Linked DNA regions of Bos taurus: region 1 is linked to region 2. The links are chromatin contacts, called in public Hi-C maps. All regions are on one chromosome and are shown on one strand. The core of a region is the stretch at or near the end of the contact, and the rest is flanking DNA. Distances in the headings are between cores, read along the strand shown. Region 1 overlaps LOC112449041 (a long non-coding RNA gene). Region 2 overlaps EBPL (EBP like).

Region 1 (3,099 bases), core at 136-2,635, 180 kb after region 2:
TCATTCCTATACTTTAAAAAAAAAAAAAAAAAATTTGTTTATTTATTTGACTGTATTGGGTCTTAGTTGGATCACTCGGGATCTTCCTTGCTTCATGATAGATCTTTCTTTGCAGCCCACAGACTCTCTAGTTACGGTGCACGGGCTTAGTTGCTCCCAAGGCACATGGGACGTGGGATCTTAGTTCCACAACCAGGGATTGAATCTCCGTCCCCTGCACTGCAAGGCCGATTCTTAACCACCGAACCACCGGGGAAGTCCCACTCCTATACTCTTAAAAAAAGAACTGACACAAGACCAGACAACAAAAAGTCCAGAAAGAACTGACATCTTTTGCATGAGCATGGCCTTCATTAAAGAGTGTTTTCTGAATATGGGCTTGGTGTCAGTTCTCCCGTGAGCGCTGCTCTGCTGGATCACAATGGTCCTGTAGGCAGATACAGTCAAGGTTCAGGGCTCCGTGGTGTGCGTGCTTTGGGCTCCCAACTGTTGGCAGGATGGATGGGTGGGTGGGTGAACGAACAATTGCCCGAAGGAGCTGGAGAATATCACCTGGACAGACTCGGAGTACAAATTCAGTGTCAAGGAACATCATGTTACACTGGTTATTTTTTCTGGCACGGGAGACTATGTCTCAGAGGAAAAACCCTGCTGTTGCCCAGCAGTGTAGACATCAGCCATCAATTACATGCAGTCACTACTGCTGTTTTTTAATGTGTCCTGACTCCTTCAGTGGAGGCAATAAACAGTTAAAACATTTGCTCCTACACTGTCCTGAACACTCGTTTGGAGTGGCTGTGAAAATCAACCATCTGAGGAGAAAAGAAGGAAAAGGAATTAACCTCCAATGACTTCACTTTCAGAATGAGTCAGGGCAGCTTAAAAAAAAAAAAATCACCACTGGAGAGGTAGAGAGAGAGGCAGAGACACAGGGCTTCAGAAGCAACAGCAAGCTCCAAGGAGAAAAGGACAGTGTTAATAAAGGCTGTTTTGGTTCTCTTGTCCCTGGGGTCTTTTGGTGGGTCCATGATTAGGTCTGCAACTCACCTGGCTCCCTTTGGAGAACTGAACACTTGGCGCTTCTTGGGCCACAAAGATGTTTTGCTGCTTTTGGAGTCGGGAAGAGATGGGTTCTAGTCCGCTGGCTGCGTGACTTTCGGCCAGTTACTTAACCTCTCTGAGCATTAACTTAGCTGTAAGACAGGTTTGTCCAGAGTAAGGGATATAGCACACGGGGCATCAGTGCGCGCTCATCGAAGGGCTGGAAAGTGAGGGGGTTTCCGGTTCCCGGAGTTACTGAGAGCAAACTGCGCGGGGAGGAAGGGGGACGCGCCTTCCGCGAGGCCTCAGAGCCACCTTGCCTCGCTCGAGGGGCCAGTCCAGGCTCGAGCTCTGAAGACAGCGCGCCCCCTAGAGGCCGTCCTCCGGAACAGGTTTCTTCCTGCACAGGGCGAAATAGAAACCTTAGGGGCACCCCTGGCCAAAGGCACAGGGTGAAGAGGGGCCGCCCAAAGCTGTCAAAGCCTTTTTCTGTGTTTTCCAAGGGCTTCGAGCGGATTCTTTCGATGGTACCAGGCTGCATCCCCCGGCTGCTGAGCTGACCACAGTCGGGTAAACTGAAAGAAATACTTGGTTTGTTCAAGAAGGAAAGACTCAAGTAATATTTACCGAGCATTTACTCTGTTCCAGTGTGGGAACTGGGTGCTCTTCACTTAGCCTTATCTTGTTTAAACTTCTCAGCAGCCCTGCGAGGGAAGGTTTATCCTCTGTTTTTCGGGTGAGGCAATTGAAGCACCCTAAAAGAAGGTATTTGCACAGTTGAAACATGCCGAAGTTGAGATTTGTGTTAATCTGTTGTTGTTGTTGAGTCACTCAGTCATGTCCAACTGTTTATGAAACCATGGACAGTAGCCTACCAGGCTTCTCTGTCCATGGCATTCCCCAAACAAGAATACTGGAGTGGGTTGCCATTTCCTCCTCCAGGGGATCTTCCCAGGGATCGAACGTGTCTCCTGCATTGGCAGGTGGATTCTTTACCACTGAGCCACCAGGGAGGCCATTTGTTAAGACTCCTATAACAAAAAACCCCAGACTGGGTGGTTTAAACAACAGAAATGTATCATCTCACAATTCTGGAGGACAGAAGTCTGAAATAAGATGGAGTTGGTTCTTCCTGAGAGGGCCCTGAGGGAGGGATCTTTTCCAGGCCTTTCTCTTTGGCTTGTAGATGACTGTCTTCATTCAGTATGCATGTCTGTCCCCCAATTTCCTCTTTTTTAAAAACACCAGTCATATTGGATTAGTAGTAGTTGTAGTGTTAGTCTATCAATCATGTCTGACTCTTTGGATCCCCATGGCCTGTAGCCCGCCAAGCTCCTCTGTCCATGGAATTCTCCAGGCAAGAATACTAGAGTGGGTTTTCATTTCATTCTCCAGAGGATCTTCCCGACCCAGGGATCAAACATGGGTCTTTTGCATCGCAGGCAGATTCTTCACCATCTGAGCTACTGGGGAAGCCATATCCAGCAAAACTGTCCTTCAAAAAAGATAAAAGAATATATGGCAATATAAACAAAAACAAGAAAACAAACATAAGAAATCTTAGATGTGAAAAATATATCAATAATAGTTGAAAAGAACACATCAGGTGGATGAATAACAGAATGGATAGGGCTGCAGAACAAATTAGCAACTTGGAAGACCAGGTGAAGGAAATCTTTCAGAAGGAAGGAGGAAAGAGATATAAAATATTTTAAATTTTATTTTACAAAGAGATATAAAATATTTTTTAAAAGCTAGGTTATTTGGAAGATAGAAGTAGAAGTATTGAATACTATCATGTGACTGAGAAGAGTCCTAGAAAGAGAGGAAAAATAAAATGAAGAGGAAGAAGTGTTCGAGGAGAAATTGAGATAATTTTTTGTAACTTATAAATGATGAAAGATTGAAAGAGTTATAGAGGAGAAATAATGAAAAAATTCCACACCAGGATATTTTACAGTAAAATTAAGAATTTCAAAGAAGCAGAGAAAATTCTAAAGTACGGCAGAGGGAAAGAGAATATCTCAAAAAGAGAAGTCAGATGGCATCAAATTTTTC
Region 2 (2,981 bases), core at 462-2,961:
CCACTCTTCTGCCTTCCTCATACCTTCTATAAGCTGCTATCTTGTATGTCCAGCTCAGAATTACATAAGAGACTTCTCTTTGTGACAGGTGGAAGAGAAGTTTCTAGAATGATTTGGGGGCAGAGGATGAAAATAACTACTCTTTGATTTTCCACAATATTGGTGGCCAATCACTCAAAGCTGCTAACACTGTGCTTGTCTATACAGGATCGAGGTTGTCACTACCATCATATTTCTAGTGTTTTTTATTTTGACCGATCCGAAATTAAGCTATATCAGATGATTTTCTACTCCACTTTTCGTCTAACAAAGAACGGTGGTCGTCATCCACTCCACATGTCACTTTGGCATCGGGACAGCTGGTGTTTCTCCTCTTTCCAGCCGGATAGGGAAGAGCACTTACCGATAATGTTTCTCTTTGACGATGGCATAAACGAGGACCAGGGCCAGAGATCCACCCAGGACGACCGTCAGAATTTCCACAGACACGATGGTTGGATCAAAATAAAGCCATCTTGCATCAGCTTTGCCATATTCTTTCCCTAAAAACAAAACACTTTGTTACTCATCTGGCAACTATTTTTAGGACAGTTGGTGGAAATGACCTCCCCCCACCACATTTGGAGGAGGTAAAAAGAATAACTGAACTGCCATTCTCTCTACAGTCTTCATGATGCCTTAGTGGAAGGAAAGAGGGGTCCTGAGACAAAAACCCATTACCACCGGACACAAGTGATGATAACAACATCACGTTACATTTGTAAAATGATTTGCATTTTCCAAAGTGCTTTCACAGGTGTGGCTTCTTCACCTCCTCCTTTTCCATCATAAGCAGCAGAATTCTAAACCAATTCGACACAGTCAGACTTTGCAAAGTAATCTTTAATAATTATCTTGGTAGATGCATTATAATTCCTAACTTTAAAATTTCAATATAAAGTTTGTATTAGTCAGACGTGGGAAAATTACTGTTCAGGAAATGTTTATAAAAACACATTTATTAATAACTGAAGAGGAATTGAGTGTTGAGGGGCCAGCAAGGAGGGGAGGGGAGCAACACAGCCTGGACTACAGAATGAATCTGAAATGGACAAAGAGGGCATTTCAGTCTGCTACAGACACAGTATTCACTAACAACAGCCACCACAAAAGCCCCAGTTGTGCTGACCCGGGGGTAGGTGTGCACTAAGAAATCTTTTCAGACCCCATTATCAGGATGGTTTCTTCTAGAAAGCACCATGAGGTCAGAGAGTCTTCATGCAAGGCCTGGACCGCGGGCCTTGCATGAAGTCATATTTCCTTCCCTCCTTCTCTCTTCTTTCCTTCCTCCTCCTCTCCCTCCTCTTTTTCTCTGTCTTTATCTCTTTCTTTTTCTGTTTGCCAAAGTAATACATGCTGGTCCTAAGATCTCACATAACCAGTGGGGGAAAAAAACACCCCAAAGCCCCCACCTCTTTGCTTCAACTACGGTTCTCACATAACTTAGGAAAGCTATGAATGGTCCCAAATTAGCTACATGATCTGATTGATTGGTCTGAACAGCACAAAACAACAGTCTCTTAATGGTTAGAGTTAGGGTCCCTCCGGGGCTGGGGACAGAGGTTTCTGATGAAAGGCTGTCCTCAGGGAAAGGACAGGCCAGTAAACAGAGTGAGCTATTAAATGAGATAACACAGAGAGACACGCTGAGTGGAGAGTCTGAGAGGCAGACGCAACTGGCAGAGGCGTCCAGCCTGTCCTGAGCTGACTGCCAGCCGTGACCTCACCGGAAAACAGCTAACAGTGAAAGTAAAAGTTTTCCCTTTAAACACAGATACAACAGGTGGGATACAGCTCCTAGCGTACCCAAAATCTAAGAAAATATCACAAGTGCAAGGTCAGTGCTTTAGGAGCGAAGAGATTAGTGGGTATTCAGACATTCACAAAAATAACCCTATTCATTCATTAAAAAAAAAAAAATTTATTTGGCTGCGCTGGGTCTTAGCTGTGGCACAAGGGATCTTCAGTCTCTGTTGCAGCACTCGGGATCTTTAGGAGCAGCACGGGAACTCTTAATTGCAGTATGTGGATCTAGTTCCCTGACCAGGGATTGAACCCGGGGCATCAGGAGTGGGGCGTCTTAGCCACTGGACCACCAGGAAGTAGCATATAGACGCCTCTGTGCTAGACCTCAAGAATGCCTAGCACAGAACACAAAGTCTGCCTGCTGGTGGCTCATGCAGTAAGTGACGGGGGCAGAGAATGGGGCCAGGGAGGCACTGCACAGACCAGGAGATGAGGGGTTCGGATCACCTCCTCCTCACCCTACAGGGGAGGGAGAGAGTCCACCCTGGGCTCATGGGGCGGCTCAGCACACAACAGGCGGGCGACACTGGACGGATGAGGCTGACGGCGGCTCCTCGGTGATGTGAGACTCGCAGGCTCGGAGAGGAGGACACGGGCCACGGGGGGCCACAGGGGGGCCGTACTAGGACACAGAGGGAATGGGGTGGGGGGGGGGCCATGGGAGGCGGGCTGTGCACTAAGGGTGGGTGAGCCCTGCTCCCACGGGCCACGTGGCTGGCCTGCTGGAGTAGTTCTGAGCGCTGGCAGGGCACTGAAGCTGGCTCCTTAGGGACACACAGGCGCCGTGCTGGTCTGCAAGCCGGAAGGGTGTGGGGTTGGGGGCTGCTTGTCTAGACTTCCATTATACGGGCAAGCAGGGTGGGGAGGGGCTGTGTGCTGAGGGTGTTTGAGGGCCTCTGGATTTTACCAGGAGTCAAGGCACACGCAACCCTGGATCTTAATCTCAGGCTCTTCTCTTACTCCCAGACCTCCCACTGTTGGTGTTCAGTTGCTCAGTTGCATTTGACTCTTTGTGACCCTACGGGCTGCAGGATGCCAGGCTTCCCTGTCCTTCACCACCTCCCGGAGTTTGCTCACACTCGTGTCCATCGAGTCGAGGATGCCGTCCAACCGCCAGCAATCAAGGCGATGAAGTG

Evidence for each region. Hi-C and Micro-C count contacts between places; a contact is called where the count stands out from the background.
Region 1: a contact with region 2 is called in a Hi-C map of an unstated tissue, with 3 times the contacts expected there. The contact joins two enhancer-like sites. A contact is called at or near these places in 2 of 11 Hi-C or Micro-C datasets (skeletal muscle and an unstated tissue).

Annotation. Positions count from the first base shown.
Region 1 is chr12:19,385,501-19,388,599 of ARS-UCD2.0, forward strand. LOC112449041 (a long non-coding RNA gene) reads right to left here. Exons shown (of 4, transcript XR_003037498.2): 2 at 1,048-2,536. Among named protein-coding and RNA genes, the nearest start is that of SPRYD7, 29 kb to the right of the region's middle. Within about 2 kb of position 1,386, at least 48 of the 102 cell types and tissues checked have an H3K27ac peak or open chromatin away from gene starts, as enhancers often do. A contact at or near this core is called in skeletal muscle, where this site is marked.
Region 2 is chr12:19,205,365-19,208,345 of ARS-UCD2.0, forward strand. It overlaps EBPL (EBP like), which reads right to left. Exons shown (of 4, transcript NM_001205739.1): 3 at 404-542. Among named protein-coding and RNA genes, the nearest start is that of EBPL, 26 kb to the right of the region's middle. Within about 2 kb of position 1,712, at least 13 of the 102 cell types and tissues checked have an H3K27ac peak or open chromatin away from gene starts, as enhancers often do. A contact at or near this core is called in skeletal muscle, where this site is marked.